4 separate regions of the Sus scrofa genome follow, and all the other regions are linked to region 1. A link is a contact called in public Hi-C and targeted proximity ligation data. All regions are on one chromosome and are shown on one strand. The core of a region is the stretch at or near the end of the contact, and the rest is flanking DNA. Distances in the headings are between cores, read along the strand shown. Region 1 holds the start of CEBPD (CCAAT/enhancer-binding protein delta). Region 2 overlaps SPIDR (DNA repair-scaffolding protein). Region 3 overlaps SPIDR (DNA repair-scaffolding protein). Region 4 overlaps SPIDR (DNA repair-scaffolding protein).

Evidence for each region. Hi-C and Micro-C count contacts between places; a contact is called where the count stands out from the background.
Region 2: a targeted proximity ligation map of skeletal muscle shows a contact between it and region 1. A contact is called at or near these places in 4 of 5 promoter capture datasets (fetal liver, liver and skeletal muscle), 8 of 47 Hi-C or Micro-C datasets (adipocytes, embryonic fibroblasts, fibroblasts and 3 more) and 2 of 2 datasets of targeted methods (alveolar macrophages and skeletal muscle).
Region 3: a contact with region 1 is called in a Hi-C map of liver, with 5 times the contacts expected there. A contact is called at or near these places in 2 of 5 promoter capture datasets (fetal liver and liver), 4 of 47 Hi-C or Micro-C datasets (epiblast stem cells and liver) and 2 of 2 datasets of targeted methods (alveolar macrophages and skeletal muscle).
Region 4: a contact with region 1 is called in a targeted proximity ligation map of alveolar macrophages. A contact is called at or near these places in 3 of 5 promoter capture datasets (fetal liver and liver), 18 of 47 Hi-C or Micro-C datasets (adipocytes, alveolar macrophages, embryonic fibroblasts and 9 more) and 2 of 2 datasets of targeted methods (alveolar macrophages and skeletal muscle).

The regions. Positions count from the first base shown.
Region 1 is chr4:79,871,475-79,874,484 of Sscrofa11.1, forward strand. CEBPD (CCAAT/enhancer-binding protein delta) reads left to right here and starts at 1,389. Exons shown (of 1, transcript XM_005663091.2): 1 at 1,389-3,007. The coding sequence starts at 1,480. The coding sequence ends at 2,250.
Region 2 is chr4:80,069,118-80,072,127 of Sscrofa11.1, forward strand. All of the region lies in intron 7 of SPIDR (DNA repair-scaffolding protein), which reads right to left. Among named protein-coding and RNA genes, the nearest start is that of SPIDR, 120 kb to the right of the region's middle.
Region 3 is chr4:80,041,852-80,044,861 of Sscrofa11.1, forward strand. The region is part of intron 8 of SPIDR (DNA repair-scaffolding protein); the gene reads right to left. Among named protein-coding and RNA genes, the nearest start is that of SPIDR, 150 kb to the right of the region's middle.
Region 4 is chr4:80,016,649-80,019,658 of Sscrofa11.1, forward strand. The region is part of intron 8 of SPIDR (DNA repair-scaffolding protein); the gene reads right to left. Among named protein-coding and RNA genes, the nearest start is that of CEBPD, 150 kb to the left of the region's middle.

The DNA.
Region 1 (3,010 bases), core at 139-2,638:
TCAGTGGGTCTGGGATCTGGCGTTGGGGTGGGCTGTGCTGTAGGTCGCAGATGTGGCTTGGAGCCCATGTGGCTGTGGCGCAGGCCAGCAGCTGTAGTTCAGATTGAACCCCTAGCCTGGGAACTTCCATATGCCACAGGTGCAGACCTAAAAAAAGGTTTTAAAAATAAAAATTATCATTAATTACTGGTTAATACATTTAAAAAATATGAGGATAGCATCTTCCAAGCTCAATCCCAATCTGACATCTGGATGTACCAATCATCTCGCTGAATTTTTTTTTTTATGAGAATATGGTTCTTTGTGCATTCCCTCCCTGGAGAAGTCTTTGGTAACGTTTTTATGGCTTCTGAAATACATGTTTTTTTGGGGGGATGTGCATGAACCACACTCTATGTGTTCCTAGGTTTTACCCTTAATAGGTAATTATAAGTGTGAGATCTATATCATGTCCCTGGAGTAATTCTAGCGCATTATGTATGTCCCTCTAGAAAGCCTACTCAGTACCCTATGGTGTGTTTTCAGAAGTCACCACTGGAATTGACTGCAGACACTCCAGCGATAGTTCATGGAGCGCTGTAGAGCTTGTGGAACGTTGAGTGTTGGGACAAGAGGAAACGAGAAAGGTTGTGGATGAAGGCCAGGTCTGAACAGGGTCTGTGGTGCAAAAAATGGAATTGACCTGAAATGCCTGTCCAAATTGTAGGAAACGCAACAAAACCAGTTCAGTGTCTTTTTCCTGCATTTTACAACCCGGAAAGCGAACATGTTAATACCTTACCAACGTTTTCTTTCTCCTGAAAGGGACCCACCCCACTGCTCTGGATCCAAAGGCACTTCTTTTTTGGAATATTGAATAGAAAGAATCCGGCCTAAAAAACTGAAGTAAGAAACCACCGCAAGATGGCACTGCTCTAGTGGACCAGGAAGCAGCGCCAGGGGTGCCGGGCTCGTGGGGCAGGGAGTTGGTGGGGTTCGCCCGGGGCACTGAGTTATCTAGAAGCTCCGAGCTCGTGGGGCTTGCGGGGTGCAGGGTTCAAAATAGCTTCCCCTGGCCCCAGGCCCGCGGGGTTTGAGAGCGACCCCACCCACCACCCAGGAGCCAGCGGAACGCCGCGGGGCAGCGTCGCGATCCTCCCCCATTCCCCATCTCCTTGATCGGGAAGCACCAAGACCCAAATTCCCTGAAGCTGCGAGGCAGCGCCCCCGTGCAGAGTCCCCGCCGCCCTCCGCTCTGGTTCCGCCCCGGTGCCGCGGGAGCAGAGGCCCCGACCCACCAGCAGGAAGGAGGCGCGGCCGAGGGAGGGTCGTTCCCGGCAGCGCCGCGCGGGCCGGGCCGGCGGGCAGGAAGCGCGGGGGAGGCGCTCGGGCGGGGGTCCCGCGGTCCGCGGCCGGGGCGGAGCGTGCGCGTCAGCCGGGCTAGAAAAGGCTGCGCCCGGACCGCCAGGGGACCGCGCTCGCTGTCGGCTCGACGCCGCCATGAGCGCCGCGCTCTTCAGCCTAGACGGCCCAGCGCGCGGCGCGCCCTGGTCTGCGGAGCCCGCCGCCTTCTACGAGCCTGGCCGCGCAGGGAAGCCTGGTCGCGGAACTGAGCCGGCCGCTCCCGCCATGTACGACGACGAGAGCGCCATCGACTTCAGCGCCTACATAGACTCCATGGCCGCCGTGCCCACCCTGGAGCTGTGTCACGACGAGCTCTTCGCTGACCTCTTCAACAGCAACCATAAGGCTGGCGCCCTGGAGCTGCTGCCCGGGGCCCCCGCGCGCCCTGCGGGCCCCGGCCCCGCACCGCGACCGCTCAAGCGCGAGCCGGACTGGGGCGACGGCGACGCGCCCGGCTCGCTGCTGCCCGCGCAGGTGGCCGCGTGCGCACAGACGGTGGTGAGCCTGGCGGCCGCCGCGCAACCCACGCCTCCCGCGTCGCCCGAGCCGCCGCGCCGCAGCCCCGCGCCCCCAGCGCCAGGGCCCGCACGCGACAAAGCAGCGGGCAAGCGGGGCCCGGACCGCGGCAGCCCAGAGTATCGGCAGCGGCGCGAACGCAACAACATCGCGGTGCGCAAGAGCCGTGACAAGGCCAAACGGCGCAACCAAGAGATGCAGCAGAAGCTGGTGGAGCTTTCAGCCGAAAACGAGAAGTTGCAACAGCGCGTGGAGCAGCTCACACGGGACCTAGCCGGCCTGCGGCGATTCTTCAAGCAGCTACCCGGCGCACCCTTCCTGCCCGGCGCGGGGGCGGCGGACGCGCGGTGACGCGGGGGGCGCGCGGACTGCGGCCGCAGTGCCTGGAGCTGCCTGGCCGGTCTGGGACTTGGACAGCTGTCGCGTGGACCCTAAGTTACTATGACGGCAGCTTCTCTACATCCTACCCCTAGGATGCAGCTAAGGTACATTCGTAAGAGACTTTTCGAGACTAGCCTTTGTACTGTAGATACGAAAAAAAGACTGAGCATGCTCACTTTTTTATATTGATTTTTACAGTATTTGTAAAAATAAAGATGCGTTAGACCCACCTTGATTCCTGCGCTCAAGGCCCTTCGGACCCGCCGGGGAGGGCGCGTCTGGCCGGCTTGCGCCCTGGGGCCGGGTTCCTGGAAGACCATGGCTTTGCTTCTCAAACAGGCCGAACTACACCTGAGGACTTGCGGGTTAATTTGAGGAGACCCTCTCAGGTGGAAGGCGCCCCGGGATCGTGTCAGAAACTTGCTGGAGCGCGCCCCACCTCGAGTGGGGGCTCCAGGGACGGGGAGAAAGAGGGCTGAGGTTATCCGAAAACGTCTGATTCACCTTGACTGTAATGGGATTTGCTTTCCCTTTGCTCAGTCTTGTAGACAGCTTTAAGTAGACTTCCAAGGTGTGTCAAGTACAGAAGTCACGTAGGAGATGAAAAGAAACAGTCACAAAGCTACTTAAAACCAGCTACCTTGCCAGTACTTGTAATGTTTCAACGCTTAATATGGACGAATAAATAAAGCCTTTCCCCCAAGAGTGTGGGTACTAGGCACCCTTTCTT
Region 2 (3,010 bases), core at 369-2,868, 200 kb after region 1:
TCAAAAAAATAAATAAATAAATAAGAGAGAGAGAGAGACAAGCGAGGATCTCTCAGGATGTGAGGATGCAGCAGAAGGTGGCCATCTACAAATTTGGAAGAGTCTCTCATCAGGAACTAAATCGACTGGCACCTTGGATTTGGACTCCCAGCCTCCAGAACTAGGAGAAATAAATGTCTGTTGTATAAGCCAACCAGTCTATGGTGTATTATTAAAGTAGCCCAAACTAAGACAGAAGTTTTTATTATAAGATGGCAAAGAGTTTTGCTGAATTTTTTTAGTGTTGTGCAGAAGGTGAAACTTGAGAGCCATGAGTTCAGACATTTAGCAGAAGAGATTTCTAAGCAAATATTTAAGGTACAGCTTGGGTCCTCTTGACTCTTTTATTTTTTTCATTAAAAAAAAAATTTTTTTTTTTACCTCTTGACTCTTAACAATAAAACACAAGAGGAAAGACATGAATTGAAGAAGGAACTGTTAAGCAAAAAAAGCAGCAGAACTTCAAAATCTAGAAAATTCTCAGCCTGTTCAAAAGAACGGAAAGCAAGCAAGCAAGGAAGAAAGCAAGGAAGGAAGGAAGAGGGAGGAGGGAGGGAGGGAAGCAGGGAGGAAGGAAGGAAGAAAGAGAGCGAGAGAGCATGCTGGGAATAGGATACCAAGGGTATGACTAGACTATCACTTGATTTTTTGACTATAGGAACAGAAACATTGCTAGTGAGAACTGAAGGGAAGAGAGCAGAGGAGATGAGGGAAGGCTGCTGGACTTCTTACAGGGCAAAGAACTACCTGTGAATGTACATCACCCTTCAAAAAAGAGAAGGGTAACCCTGAAGGTGGTTTAGAGATCATCAGGGCTGCTACTCTCACCACAGGCCCAAGGCCAGGGCTGATTTTTTTCCCCCGGGTTTCAAAAGGTACAGCTATCTTTCGGGTTTAGGTGGGCCAAGATGCCCCTCCCAGCCCAGGGGTAGAACCTCTGCAGAGAGCCTTGGGTGAGAAGCCCGACAAAGTTGTGGGGGTGACTTTTCTCCAGTGGAGCTGGAGGGCAGAGGACTGAAAAAAAGGGGATTTTCCCTGAGCCTTAAAATCTAATACAATTTCCCTTCCTGGATTTTGGACTTGCCTAGGACATATGTCTTTCCTGTGCCTGACCGAGCATTATGTGTGGAAGCACACAACTCATCTGGTTTCACGGCGCCCAGTTGTTGAGGAATTTTGCCTCAGGATGAACTGGACCTGAGTCTCATCCATATCTGATTTAGATGCTATCTAGATGAAACTTTGTACTGTGGAGTTGATGCTGGATTGAGTTAAGAGTTTGGGGGCTGTTGCGACAGAATGAATGTATTCTGAATGTGAGAAGCACATAAATTATGGAAGGCCAGGAGCAGAACATCATAGACTGAATGTTTTTGTCTCTTCAAATTCACATGCTGAATCCCTACCATCCCCCTCCCAGCCCCCAGCCGCCTACTCACCGGTGTAGCTATAGTTGGTGATGTGGCCTCTGAGGAAAAGAACTAAGGTTAGATTGAGGTCATGAGGATGGAGGCACTGATCTGATAGGATTAGGGTACTGATAAGGAGAGATCCAGAGAGCTGAATTTCTCTCTCTCTCTCTCTCTTCATGAGCGCACAGCCAGATGGCAGCTGCCTGTATGCCATGAAGACAGCCCTTGCCAGAATTAGATCATGCTGGCACCCCAATCTCAGAATTCCAGTCTCCAGAACTGTGAGCATTAAACGGCCCGTTCTGTGGTAATTTGTTATGGCTGCCCAAGCTGAGACAGGGGCTATTACAGGTTAAATTTCCCAAATGTGGTACATGAGACCATCTAGTGTGCATATTGACCCCTTTCCCCCACACAAAGCAGGGACTTTCTTTGAAAGACCTCCTTATTTAAAAATCTTTCATAGCATTGTAGGTAATATTCTTGGCTCAGAAAATAGGATTGAAATACTGAAAATAACTTTTAAAAAGTCATATGGTTGTTAAATTAACTGTTTTTATAAATTTAACATCAATTGAAAAAACAAATAAATGCACTGACAAAAATTTCAGCACAATTACAAAATAGCGAATTACTTACTGTGGATGGTTACTAGAGTCCTCTAGTGTTTAAAGCTTATACCCACTCTCCTCTAAGTAATCCTAAAGGAAGCTAAAATTGCGTGTGCATCTGTACAGAACAGCATACCCACTGCAAGGCCAACACACTGTAAACCTTGAGGCAAAAACAACTTGCTGATGCGCTGCTAGAATCCAGGGTATCCCTACTACCATGCTATTCTGATACTTACTCCAACACCAACCCTCAACACCTTCCCACTTTCAAGGAACTATTAATAAGGGATATGCTAACAAACAACTTCTTTTTTTTTTTTTTTTTTTTTTTTTTTTGCCTTTTCTAGGGCTGCTCCCATGGCATATGGAGGTTCCCAGGCTAGGGGTCTAATCGGAGCTGTAGCCACCAGCCTATGCCAGAGCTGCAGCAATGTGGGATCCGAGCTGCATCTGTGACCTACACTACAGCTCACGGCAATGCCAGATCCTTAACCCACTGAGCGAGGCCAAGGATCGAACCCACAACCTCATGGTTCCTAGTTGGATTTGTTAACCACTGCGCCACGACGGGAACGCCTAACAAACAACTTCTAAATCATCAGTTAAATCACTTTAAATTGGGTTAAAATAGGCAAAATCTACAATCAGCTGGGGCAGTGCATGTCCCAGTAGGAGTACAATGAATTCACAACTACTAAAGAAAAGCAGATATTCTGGTTTTAGGTGCTATTTCCTTCCAAGAACACTGAGTGTGACAGTATAAAAGACATCATCTCTTGAAGGGCGTACAGGGAGAGACCAGAGAGAGCAATCATAAGTGCAATACCCAGTGGCCCTGAGGGGAAGCACTGAGAATGAATGACTTTACACGGGAACAATGGACAGGGCCAGGTAAAAGTGCAACACAGAATTGCAAAGTAGAAATCAGCAAGACTTGATGAAGTC
Region 3 (3,010 bases), core at 155-2,654, 170 kb after region 1:
TGACAGATAAAATATAACCAGCACTTATATTTTCTGTTGTAAGAGGAGAGGTCTGAGGCCAACTCTGTAAAGGGAATAGAAATTCAGAACTCTCTTTTTACAGAATTGTCTTGTCTGAGAGAATATGCAAAACGGCAACCTGACCTGTTCACAGCTCTCTCAAAGGCAAAGAGTTGACCTTTAGTCTCATTAAAAAGTGATCCAAAAAGGAACTAAATACTGACATTTTTAGCAACATGGATGGACCTAGAAATTATCATGCTAAGTGAAGTCAGCCATACAATGAGATACTAACATCAAATGCTTTCACTGACATGTGGAATCTGAAAAAAAGGACACAACGAATTTCTTTGCAGAAGAGATACTGACTCACAGACTTTGAAAAACTTATGGTCTCCAAAGGAGACAGTTTGGGGGGTGAGGGGATGCGCTGGGGTTGTGGGATGGAAATCCTATAAAATTGGATTGTGATGATCATTGTACAACTATAAATGTAATAAATTCATCGGGTAATAAAAAAATATTATATATAGGATGGATAAACAACAAAGTCTTACTGTACAGCACAGAGAACTACATACAATATCCTAGGATAGACCATGATGGAAAATAATAAAAAAAAAGAACATATGTGTATATATAACTGAGTCACTTTGCTGCACAGCAGAAATTAACACGATATTGTAAATCAACTATACTTAAATAAAATTTAAAAAAAAGAAAAGAAAAGAAAAAAAAAAGAAAGTGATCCAGTGTTCAGAACCACCACCAAGAGTGTGATTCGTGATTGGGGTTAGAAAAATCCTTTAGGTATTTTTACTATTTTACTCTTTGGATTATTCTTTCAAGATTACATTCCTAAAACAGGCAGGGATGGCATTTTTACTGAGAAAAATTTTTGAGTAAGGTAATAATTGACATTCATTTTCAAAAAATTACTTTAAAATTTTCTCAAAATATCCATGAATGTTCCAAACAGCATTAAGAGAGGTCCTATATTACCAAAAACCCCCACAAAAAACAAAAAGAAAAAAAAAAAAACCCTACTCCATACATATGCTTAGGATTTGGGTCAAACAGAAAACAGAACCTCTACTGAGCAGTCATTAATCAGGCTAGTTTGATTTTTTTTCTCCTGGTCATTTTTCTTTAGCCAGCAAAGATTGGCAAAGAGACTCTCCACAGTGTCATCATGCCAGGCTGAGAGGGAATGTTGCACTTGAGAACACTTGGAGGCCCAGGGATGATGCCTGCATGGAAGTACTGTCCCTGACTGCTTCGCACTGAGTTAGCAGGAGAGCATTACTGTTAAGTGAACACCACCTGCCCTGTAAGGTTTTATCTAAGCTGAGCTAGGAGGACCTATAAACTGTGTGCTTTCATAGCTATAAATACACATATTCCCACTTCCTCAAAAATGAACTAGTTGTCTAATTTCAAGATATTCTCAGAAAGCATGGAGACCATATGGTTGTACTTGTCTCAAAGAGCCAATTTCCACTTCTACCACCAATACCAGCCCTGCCCCCAAGAAACTCACAGCATAGGAGGAGAGACTTAAGTGTGTTCTAACAGAGGCATGTGGAAGGCACAATGTAGCACGCAAGAGAGAGCAACCACGTATGCCTTGAGCTGGGAAGAAAATGGCAAGGAACGTACAAAGAGAAGGGGGAGGAGGGGTGCAAGTTTTGTCATGTGGACCAGGGGGGTATGAAAAGCCCCTCTAGTAAGAAATAACAGTGCCTTTAAACAGGGGAAAAAGTACGGACCCTTGGTGACCACAACAGTCATTATCATCTGGAGAACAGGACCAGCCAAAGGCCACCTTTATTCTGACATCTGCCTTTATCTCATAGATTACCATTATGCCAAAAATAATAGAAGAAAAAATAAGTTAGAAAAATTTCTTTATTCTAGCTGGGACATGTATGGGTATAGAATGTTGTGCTTCTATGATTTGAAGACAGAAGACAGAAAACATAATTGTTTCCAACACCTTTTAAGCAAGAATAAATTCATACTAAATTATGAACTATCATTTGTGTTCACAGGTATTACTTAATTTAATGGGTACGATTACTGCATATTGGAAATAATTCATGTGCTGAATGTAGTGTTCTTAAAGGAAGATGCACTAAGAGGGCAAGGCAACTGACACCTACCACATTTCCTCTGTGTAGGAGCTCACAGGCCAGAGCTTTATGCCAGGAACTCAAGGGTTGTGCTAACAACCTATCCTTAGAAGACCAGGGCCAGAAAGCAGAACATTTTTAAACAGTGGAACTTTTTTGTTTGCTTTTCCATTCTTTACTTTTGTGATAAAGAGTATGCATGGGCCAACTGGAAGGTTGCATTTGATATGAAACATTCCATTCATTCAATAACGTTTAATATTTAACCATAAGTTTATTGCTTTAACTGTAATGTTCTTAACAAGGCTTCTAAGTGAGATCAAAACGGGCTTGTGTTTCTGCAAGTAGCTGCCTGTGCGGCTGGATCAAAATTACTGATGTCTAGCTTCCCTGAAATAAAGCAACTTTGCTCTAGACAGTAAAGATGCAGTATCCTCTGACCTCGCTGAAAGGGTGAAAACATACTCCTTTAGAAACAAGTCCATAGCGCATCTCATCTCTAGGACTTCACCTAGTTTACCCCATGTGTGTCATCTCAGAGAGCAGTGTTGTACTCAATCCTTGGATGATACCTATACTACTCAGTACAGTTACTTCCCAGTTCTCTACAGAATTCTTACCTGAGTTTTACATGATTTTCCTAATCAATCACTGTGTGAAGACGAAGCCTCTGAACCATACAATTATGTTTTTATAGCACAGAGAAATACATATGAAAACAGGTTCATAATGGACCTTTTTATTTATTATCACTTATCTTCAGTCATATGAAAAGCACAGCCAAGTATTACCTGCCAGGCTAGAAACGAACATAAGGAGGCTCAAGAAAAAAAAAAAAAAAAAAAAAAAAAAAAAGACTGGAAATGTCGTGCTGGACC
Region 4 (3,010 bases), core at 278-2,777, 150 kb after region 1:
CAGTGGTTAACGAATCCGACTAGAAAGCATGAGGTTATGGGTTCGATCCCTGCCCTTGCTCAGTGGGTTAAGGATCCAGTGTTGCCATAAGCTGTGGTGTAGGTCACAGATGCGGCTGGGATCCCGAGTTGCTGTGGCTCTGGCGTGGGCCGGCGCTACAGCTCCGATTAGACCCCTAGCCTGGGAACCTCCATATACTGCAGGAGCAGCCCCCCAAAAGGCAAAAAGACAAAAAAAAAAAAAAAAAGAAAGTCAGAACTCCTGGTTCTGCTTCTGGGCTTTTAAACTCATCTTGTTATCCTTCCTGGGCATTTGATGAACCATCCCTGCAGCACTCTCTAGTAGCTTTGGTAAGCTTTCAACCATTTCTTTGTTCCACAGGTCTAGTTTAATGTCCATCTCCATAAAACATACAAGCAGGAATGTTTTTTGTTATTGCTGTTCATCACATTCTGCTGCTGGGTGAGTTTGCTGGGTTTTAGGGTTTCTATACAAAAGAGGACCAGAGGCTCTCTGTGACAAAAATCTGTGTCTTAGGTGTTCTGAGTTTTCTTTTAGCATCTAGCAAAGGAGCAGCAAAGTCTCAGGGCTCTTTGCTCTTCACTGATAAAAAAGTCAAAATTTAATGATACTTATTCAATTAAAGATTCAAATTTATTTATATAAAACTAAGTCTAAGGAAAAGATAATCTGCCTCGAGTCCAATGGGCCAGACTAGAATTAAACAACAAAACCAGAGCAGCAAGAGATACGGAGGGTGCGATGTCTTGTGGGAAGGATGGTGCCACCACACCCCTTATTTTAGCTCCACGTGGTGCTGCCTCGGTGAAGGAGCTGACCCTGGGGATAGAGCTGAACAGACCACCCCTCTTTCTGTCCTTTCCCCAAATTAGGAGTTTCTGAGTTTAACTCCGGGGAAAGACTCTAAATACACTGTTCCTATGGGCACCCAGGGTGGCCGGTGCCACTGTACCATTCTGGACTCCTCACATTTAATAAAGAAACAATCCTTTCTAATATACACTCGGCCGAGTTTTGTCAAGCGTCATCATGGGGTGCCTGGGGTTATAATGATCACACCCAATCATCCTTTTTGTTACTCCAGGCCCAGGAGGTGAGCCCTGCAGATCTTACCCACACATCCAGATGGTAGCCTGCTGACCAGAAGCTTCCTCTAGGATGGCTCAGTGGGTACAATCAGGTTGGACTAGCCAGCAGTGCCACCATCCTGCCTTGTGACCTTTCCCTTATAGAAGGCCTTTCTTTATACACAAAACTTTGTAAAGAGGGAAAAACATAAGATCTTTCTTGCTTTTTTCACCTATATTTGTTACATAGTAGAGTGGGTATTTCAGTTGCTAACCTTAACCCTAGAACCATAAAAAGAGAGACTGGTTTTTGTGTTCTGGGTTTTTTTTTTTTTTTTTTTTAGGCTGCTTCCTGTTCCAGTAAATGGAATATCAGGATTCTCCACAGAGTCACGTGATAACTAGGCAGCACACAGCTGCCCTCTGGCACGGTATGTAAATGAACTCAGTCACCCTTTGGGTTTTCCCCTTTCCTTTCCCTGTTCTTTGCGGAGGACACAGAACCATAGGGAGTAACTAGCTGAAGTTTGCTCTGTACTTTAATAGCAGGCAGAAAGCCAAACTGCAAATACAATGACTGGATTCAGTTTTACAAGCAAACACTGGAACTGAATTCACCCTAGTCCGGGAAGAATGCCTGCGATCAGAACTAGCAGGAAATCCAATTCAAAACAGGGTGTGTCACCTTAATTCACAGTGTGGCCTTTACACCTTTAATGAAGGCCTTTGGAAATGAAAGCTTACTTCCGTAAAAGGTCCACAAAAAAGACTAAATTTTACACAAATGATACTAGAAATGCTATGCAGAGCATCTGAATTCCCACAGCCAGCACCCTTCGTAGGACTGTGAGCTCTGCTCATCCTCCCTGGGATAACTATGGTCATTGTCTTAGAGGATATTAATAATTACTTATTTCCTCCACCTTTCTTCCAAGCTCTGAGGCCCTTCTGACATCATGTCAGTTCTCCTCTTGTTCTCTGGGTCACTTGAGTAACCTGATAGGGGAACCTAGATCCTGAGGGCAGGAGAATAGCCACATACTTTGGCCCAAGCGCCTCTGAAACCTTCCAGGAGGCTTATGTGCCTGTCTTCCGTGGCTCTGGCTGGCTGGGGACAAACCCAAGTGCTGAGTCGGCTGTTCCAGGAGGGGTCAGGAGAGGTCAGGACCTCATCCTACTGCAGTGGTTGGGCCTTACCTAAATTACACGACTATAAGGACCAGGCAGAGGAAAAAACGGGCCAGATGCCCTTCCAAACTGTTAATCTGGGTGTATGGGAGGGGAGAGTAGAAGGAATAATATGAAGTAAAGGCTTCCCTAACTTCAAGGTTTGGGTGAGGAATAAATAAGAAGGAGGGGAATGCTCTACAGCCCCGCAAGGACATTATTTTCTACGAATTTTTAATATTTTATATAATTTAGCCTCAAGTGAGCAGCTGCCAGATTTACCAGATAAAGTATAGAATGGCCAGTTAAATGTGAATTTCAGGTAAATGATAAACAATTTTTCAATGTGAATATGCCCTGTAGTTTACTTGAAATTCACATTTACTTGATTGCCCTCTATTGCATTTGGTTTCCCTACTCGGGTGTCAGTTCCAACAAAATGATCACTAAAATGACTTTTACTGCTGGGATTCAGGATTGTGAATCAGACTGCTACCAGTGAGATGTGCCTGACCCCGGGTGACACTGGGTCCAGCCCTCACTGTGCTTTCTCATGGGGATGGAACAAGATGCCATCTTTTCATCCAATGGCAGGAAAACAAAGATGTCATAACAGCACCCAAGACTAAAACTGTAACACTGAAGAAACTAGGTTATAGATGGTGTCAACACACCACACTCCCATCTTCCTGAGGAAGTCAGTACTTCTTATTGGGAAGACTGAGCCTGCTTATGGTGTTAGTGCCATCACAAGA